Regions from separate parts of the Zea mays genome. Here region 1 is linked to region 2. The links are chromatin contacts, called in public Hi-C maps. All regions are on one chromosome and are shown on one strand. The core of a region is the stretch at or near the end of the contact, and the rest is flanking DNA. Distances in the headings are between cores, read along the strand shown. Region 1 holds the start of LOC100285673. Region 2 overlaps LOC100383201.

What was found. A called contact is a pair of places that touch in the nucleus more often than the background predicts.
Region 1: a Hi-C map of tassel shows a contact between it and region 2, with 2.0 times the contacts expected there. The contact joins the promoter of LOC100285673 here to the enhancer-like site in region 2. A contact is called at or near these places in 2 of 25 Hi-C or Micro-C datasets (ear and tassel).

Annotation. Positions count from the first base shown.
Region 1 is chr7:103,972,904-103,976,574 of Zm-B73-REFERENCE-NAM-5.0, reverse strand. It overlaps LOC100285673, which reads right to left and starts at 1,888. Exons shown (of 2, transcript NM_001372318.1): 1 at 1,547-1,888; 2 at 753-1,429. The coding sequence starts at 1,709. The coding sequence ends at 1,104.
Region 2 is chr7:103,412,520-103,415,755 of Zm-B73-REFERENCE-NAM-5.0, reverse strand. LOC100383201 reads right to left here. Exons shown (of 10, transcript NM_001175863.1): 9 at 3,102-3,236; 10 at 2,687-2,992. The coding sequence ends at 2,864. Among protein-coding and RNA genes, the nearest start is that of LOC100383201, 7.5 kb to the right of the region's middle. Within about 2 kb of position 1,350, at least 18 of the 20 cell types and tissues checked have an H3K27ac peak or open chromatin away from gene starts, as enhancers often do. A contact at or near this core is called in ear and tassel, where this site is marked.

The DNA of each region.
Region 1 (3,671 bases), core at 639-3,138, 560 kb before region 2:
AAAACTAAACATTGCTATCAAACAATATATGCATATACAAAATTATACTAAACATTATAAAATTTCTTACTTTGCCGGACGATTAGCGGACGCCGGCGGGGTCGGGGCGGGCGCCGGTGGCGTCGGGGGCAGAGGCTCCGGCGGCCGCGGGCAGCGTCGTGGCGGCTCCGGTGTCGCTTGGGCGGCGGTGGAGTTGCCGGTCGACGCGGTGGTGTCGCTTGGGCGGCGGTGGAGTCGCCAGTCGGGTGCGGGCTGGGCGTCGGGACGGGGCTGGAGGTCCCCGGGAGAGGCTTGGGCGGTGCTGGTCGACGGTGGCGGCTCCTCGGCGATGGTGGCGGCGGCGTGTGCTAGGCGGCGACGACGGCGTGTGCTAGGCGGCGAGCGGGAGAGACAGACAGAAATGAAACCGACGCGGGCGCGGGGGGTCGGTTAAAATCCTTTACTTTCGACGGCCACCTAGGGAACCGTCGGACATAAGCTTATGTCCGACGGCTTATCTGACAGCCGTCGGACATAAGCGTATGTCCGACGGTCCGCCTCCCAGCCCTCGGATATTCTCCCGGCCATCGGACATAAGCGTATGTCCGACGGTCTCCTAGGCAGCCGTCGGACATAATGGAGCCGTCGGACTTGTATCGTTTTACTGTAGTGATGCTGCAAAAGCATGTTAGATTAAAATAAATGAAACAGAGCAATCCAACTGCACTGTCAAGTACAGACACATCATCATAGGTTCATTAATAGAATATATACATGCAACACACAACTCTACAGATGAAATTTATAACAGAATTTAAAGGTAGGCTAAGATTCGGCAGCACATGTGGAGCGAGGAAGAAGACTAACTTTAATTAATTTTGGGAAAAATCTCTCTACCACGCATGCATGCTTTCTTTTGGTTCCATCAAACAATAATATACAAAGCATACAACAACATACAGCTACGTACGTACAAGCACATGTGATGGACATAGACATCCAACCGAGGCGATCATCTATGGTTTTGACATGCATCCACGTACGGTTTACATTTTCTGTGGTCGAAGAGAGCTGCGCCATGCACCCACGGTGGTGTGTAGGGGAAAAGAAAAAGTAATTCTAATTTACATGACGGAGCACGCGTTGGGGTTGTCGTCGCTGAACATGGTGGCGAGCCGCTCCTCCTGCGGCGGCCCGGCCGCCGCCGCGGGCCCGCCGTAGGTGGAGGAGACGGGCATGACGGCGTCGACCCTGCGCACGTAGCCCGGCGGCGCCTTCTTGTCGTAGGCCGGCGCGGCGTAAGGGTGCGCGACGAGGCTGTAGGGCACGTAGGGCCAGATCTCGGCCTTCTTCCCCGTGGCCTGCACCCGCTTCACCACCTTGTGCGGCTCAACGTACCCCTGCACCGTCACCTTGTACTGCTTGCGGTTGATCTCCACGGAGTGCACCCCTGATGACGATGATGATCAGATGATGGACGCAAACAAGGCGATGCAACAAAACAATTAGCAGCAGCCAGCAGGTTGTATTTCTTCGGAGTAGAATCTGATGAAGAAGATATGCATACCTTTCATGCTGGAGAGCGCGTTCCTGACTTTCATCTCGCAGCCGTCGCAGTCCATGCGCACCTTGAGCTCCACCGTCTGGAACTGCTTCCTCTTCTTGTACCGGCGCCGGCCGCCGCCGCCGCCTAGCAGATCCGACAGGTACTCCAGCGTGCCTCCTCCCATGGTTGTTTAGTGAGCTCGAAGTTGCAGGAAGCTACGGGGGCGAAGGATCACAAACTGATGATGCGACGATGAACGAACGAATTAGCTCCCTGCTGCGGCGCTGTTCTTGAAATGGTCACCAGTCCCTCACTCACTCGCTGCTCACCACACACGAGCTCAGTTTTCTTTGAGCTTGCTAGCTCTGATGATGAATGGTACTCCGTAGCTACTAGAAGAAGGCTGCGTGTGTGTATATATATACGCCTAGCCTCCAGCGGCATCATGCTGTCGCCAGCAATATAATCCAGGCACCAGCTCACTGACCTGAGCTGCTTTCTTGCAGGCAGTGAGGCGGCCTGATACTGTTTGTGTGTGTCGCCAGCAATATAATCCAGGAACCGTGTCTCGCTTTGCGGGTGACGGCCGCCAGAAGTTTCCGAAGATGCCTTGCCGCGGCGCCTGCCTGCAGGCTGCAGCAGATGCACTGCTTGCTTCGCTTTCTTTCTTCTACCTGTCCGTCGGCGGCCCGCCTGCCGAATTCAGCTCGAACCGACTCCGCACAAAAAGCCAGCTTTTGGGGTGGTAAGCTAAGCAAGGGGAGCAGAACAGGGGAGGGCGGAGGAAACGGACATGTCCTTGCGTCCCTTGTGTTGTTGGGTAAGTACCGCGCTGGCTTTCCTTCAGACCGGCCTCCACAACCATTTCCCTGTATGATGGTTGCTTACACCCGAAGACATGTATTCTCTTGTCGTAAACATCTTCTATGTAATTTTCTATAGTTGCTTAATTACACATACTCAACAATATTTGCCGTGCCATGCTGGATTGCTGGTTTCTCAACAACCGCTGGGCTGCCTCAACTCTCTCCTTCAGGTACTACTTAAGGTGTAAGCAAGTTGGCTGGCAGCAGAGGAGTCCCAGCAAGGGACGACAGATGGGCAAGGAGGCACTCCAATCAGGGCCCCCACGACTGCCACGCTTCGTCCGCTCAGGTGTGCCGTTGTTCCCTAATTTTGTGGGTACCAGCGTGTGGGCCGCGCACTTCGCGGGTCATATAGATAATTCCAGGATTAGGCCTTGATTGTGGGACGAGGGTTCTTTTAATTTTGAGGTATTTGAATGCATTATAGATAATAGTTATAGGCTAAAATTAGTTGCGACATCCAAATACCTTAACTAATAGTTCAGCTATAAGCTATTTTTGGTACATTAGTAAATTGTTAGCTAGCTAATTTTACTAAGAATTTTTAGCCAACTAACTATTAGTTTAGTGCGTTCAAACACCCCTTTAGTACTATATTTTCTTATTATTCTAAACTCTCGCTTACATACCTACGATTTCTATATATCACGTAGATAGACCTAATTTAAATGAGATAGTTTATTCAAACACGTTCTAAACAATTACAATAAGCATCAAAAAGTCATAAGCGGCTTGCAAGAATGGAGGAGGCGGGGTCCTACTTGTCCTCGCGGACGGCGCGCGGCGCCACGACGGGTGACTATGCCGACGCCCCCCTCTCTTAATCAAATAAGTACAATCTCGAATCAAACCTAACTAATCCTAAATTCACCAAATCGAAAAGTCATGTATCTCAATCAATAACCTAACAACTCTACTACGCTGACACCTAGTAGCCCCATCTAGATGGACCATATTCTTGATTGTGTCGCTGACTGCCTGCACGAACGCATCACTGGTGTACGTGTCCTAATGGATCGGGTCTGTTGAGCAGCCCCATGGCCCGACAAGGTTTAGCCCGGCTCGAGCATGGCTCGTCCCAGCCCTAATAACCATGTCGTGTCTGGGCCTTAGATGCAGCATGGCGGGCTAGACCCGGTGCCGACCAATTTTATTTTTACATAAAAATATCTATATTATAGTTGAGTATAGAATATATAACATATAATTATTGGTTTTGAAGAAGGCCGACGAGAATGAATATAGCCGACATGAATCTTGGTGATTCTTGTTGTGGAGCA
Region 2 (3,236 bases), core at 101-2,600:
GATCTTGCTGGTTCTGGTCTGGCAGACTGTGGTAATCTTGCTGATTCTGGTCCTGTGGAACTTGATAATCTTGCTGGTTCTGATCTCGTAGACCGTGGTAATCTTGCTGGTTCTGGTCTTGCAGAAGGTGGTAATTTTGCTGGTTCTGGTCTGGTATACAGTGGTAATCGTGTTGGTTCTGGTCCTGCAGAACTTGATAATCTTGCTGATTGTCTTGCACGCGGTGGTAATCTTGCTGGTTCTGTAGGTTCTGGTCTTGCAGAACGTGGCAATCTTGCACTGTGGCGACGTGATCTTGTTGGGCATGGAAGATTAGTCCGGAGCATTCCGGTGTTGGCTGTTGACCGGCCACTGTTACCGCTACAAGGTTGTCCTGCTGCGCAAGATTGGCCCTCTGACGATAGATCACGATCTGCTGTATAACGTGCTTGAGTTTCATCTTGGTGTCGTCGATCCGTCGCTGCAGCTCTTCTATGATGCCGACGCACCCGAGGACGGGGTCGGCCGCGCGAGCGTCCGCCTCGTACATGAGCGAGGTCATGAGGTCGTTGCTGAACTTGGTTTCGATCATGCCCAGCATCTTCACGAGGTTGCCGACGCCGAAGAGGTGGTGGGCGTTGAGGAAGCGGCGCTGCTGCTCGGCGGGGAAGTAAGGGGCGAGCTCGCAGTGCGAGTTGCACTTGCGCCGCTGGTACTTGCACGCCGCGCATGCCTGGTTGTGCCGGCTCCCGATTCCGCCGGCGCCGGTAGGGGTGGGGCACGGGGTGTGGGAGGAGGATGGCGCGGGGCTGGGAGAGGCGTCCGAGCCGTTGGCGGTGGCGGTGGCGGTGGCATTAGTGTCGATGTCGAGGGGGAGATGCTCTGGTCGTGGCCGTCGCCTTGAGGTGGAGGCGGATACGGTACGCTCGCGCGCGGCGGCCGGCGAGGTCGAGGTTTTGATCCTCCGCGCCCGCGGCGCCATCGGCGTATGTGGATGAGTTTTTGAAGGCCGAGTTTGCATGCATCGATGTCCGCGACTTCTCGCTGTCTTTTTAAGATGACCATGACCATGACCAGGCGGATTATTGACGATCGAGTATATCCTTCTATTCCCTAGTTTACGTCATTTATTGCGTCACGTGCAGTGCGTAGATTTATCTCCTCCCCACTTCTCGCTTTGTTGTTGTTGTGCGTAGATCTGTTTTCTTCTCTCTTTTTTTTGTTTTTTTTTTGTGCTTCTCGTATCGTCTAATAACCAACCACTTTATCATCCTTGGCACTTCCAAGCCCCGTCGATCTGAGCCCGAGCAACCCATGCATTCAGATTTCAGGGCCCAGAGATTGCAGGCCGGCGTGCTCACATCCACGTGGGCCTGCGTCAGGCTTTCAGAGTTTTGATTCCACCCACTGTGCCACGCCACGCACCCTGCCACCCTGGCCCCCCTAGAGTTGAGAGCAACATAGGCCCTATTTGTTTTATATTATAATCTCTCCAGATTATATAATCCAGCGCAAATAATCCATTAGCTAAACAAACACATAGATTATAGGTTCAGATTATATAATCTAAACTCCAGATTATGATAATCTCATAATCTTCTCAAGACTAACTTATTTGAGATTATTTTGACAAAAGACCCACTACCCATGGTAATGTAAATAGAAATTACAATATATGTCATCCTTCTTTTCTCACCTCAAATAAACAATAAGGGTATTGTTGTCTTTGTGAATAATCTATATTTGTATAATCTAAACTACCAAACAACTACATATAAATTATAATATATCTAGATTATAATCTGGATTATATAATTTAGATTATAATACAGATTATATAATCTATAAGCTGAAACAAACAGGCCCATAGCCAAGCCGCCGATTCTGTTATTTTTCTTCCTTGCTTTACGAGTTTTGTCTGCCACGGCAAAGTGCACATTGCCCTAAAGGGTAACTTGTTTGAACTGCAGGCCTGTTCCGCTGGCGTGGCTAGGGTTAAAAACGGACGGGTAAAATCTCGTCTCGACCCGTACCATTTTCTACATTTCACTCAACTGTTTCTGTATTTACAGAAAAATATGGAAACGGGACGGAAACGAGAGATGATTTATTCCGTCCATTTTTGCGAGATCCAGTTTTTATCCGGGTTAAAACCGTATTTATTCCGTATTTGATAAATATGGGACGAGCCTAATATGCATTAGTATAAAAAATAAAGCCTCGTGTCTTTAGGTGCTAAATTATAGCATAAATGACAATTGTAACCATCGACTATTTTCAATGACAAGTCTAAAATCTTAAACAACATCGGATATAGCTAAATATACACTATTAGCAATCAAATAATAATAGAAGGTTGTCTCTCTATATCTATTTATTTTATGTTATTGTCATGCCAATCAATCACTAGTCAAACATCAATATCATTCTTATTTGTATTAAATTATGGGTTTCCATTAGTATTTCTATTTCTTTTCGTTTTCGCAATTCCGTTTATACCGCTCCCATTTCCGTTCCCGACTATTCCGGACCCGATCCCATTTTCGATGATAAAATACGGATACGAAAACGGAAGAAGGGTTTTTCTGTCCGTTTTCATCCCTAGGCGTGCCCACTCACGCCGAGATCAGACATACGTTTATCTAAGGGCTAGTTTGAAAACACCATTTTTCCAACCTATTTTCACAAAAGAAAATGAACTAATTTTGCTTAGGAGAATGAAAATCCCTTGAAAAAATGTGGTTCCAAAACTAGCCCTAAAACAAAAATTGCGGCATTGGAAAACGTTACTACATTCTTGTGCTTCATATATGTCCATTTCAAATGAGACCTCAAAAATAGACTACAAATTGCAAAACAAAAACACAGGCGCAGAGCATTGTTTTCACTCTGCAGGGTCAAATTCGCGGAAACCTTGTTTGAAATCGTCCACCAGTTTAATCTCTTCCTCCTTTGAAATCTTGCAGTTCCTCCAATCTGCACGATCCGCCATGCTTAGCAGTCCCGCTAACACCTGTAGCCATGAAAATGAAGGACAGCCAGCTGTTCATTACTTAATCCCCAAAAATTCAACTAGTTTGTCGTTTCAAGCTAAAAATGAGCCAACTCTGGTCATTTCATACCTCGCGTCCAAACTGAACAGGGAACTTCTCGTTACTGTCGACCATGTGCAAGAGAATTCTACCTTCCGGGAGCTCAACATAAAACAGCCCTGATTTGCTTTCGCATTGAGACATCAATGATTCTCTAGCAGTTTT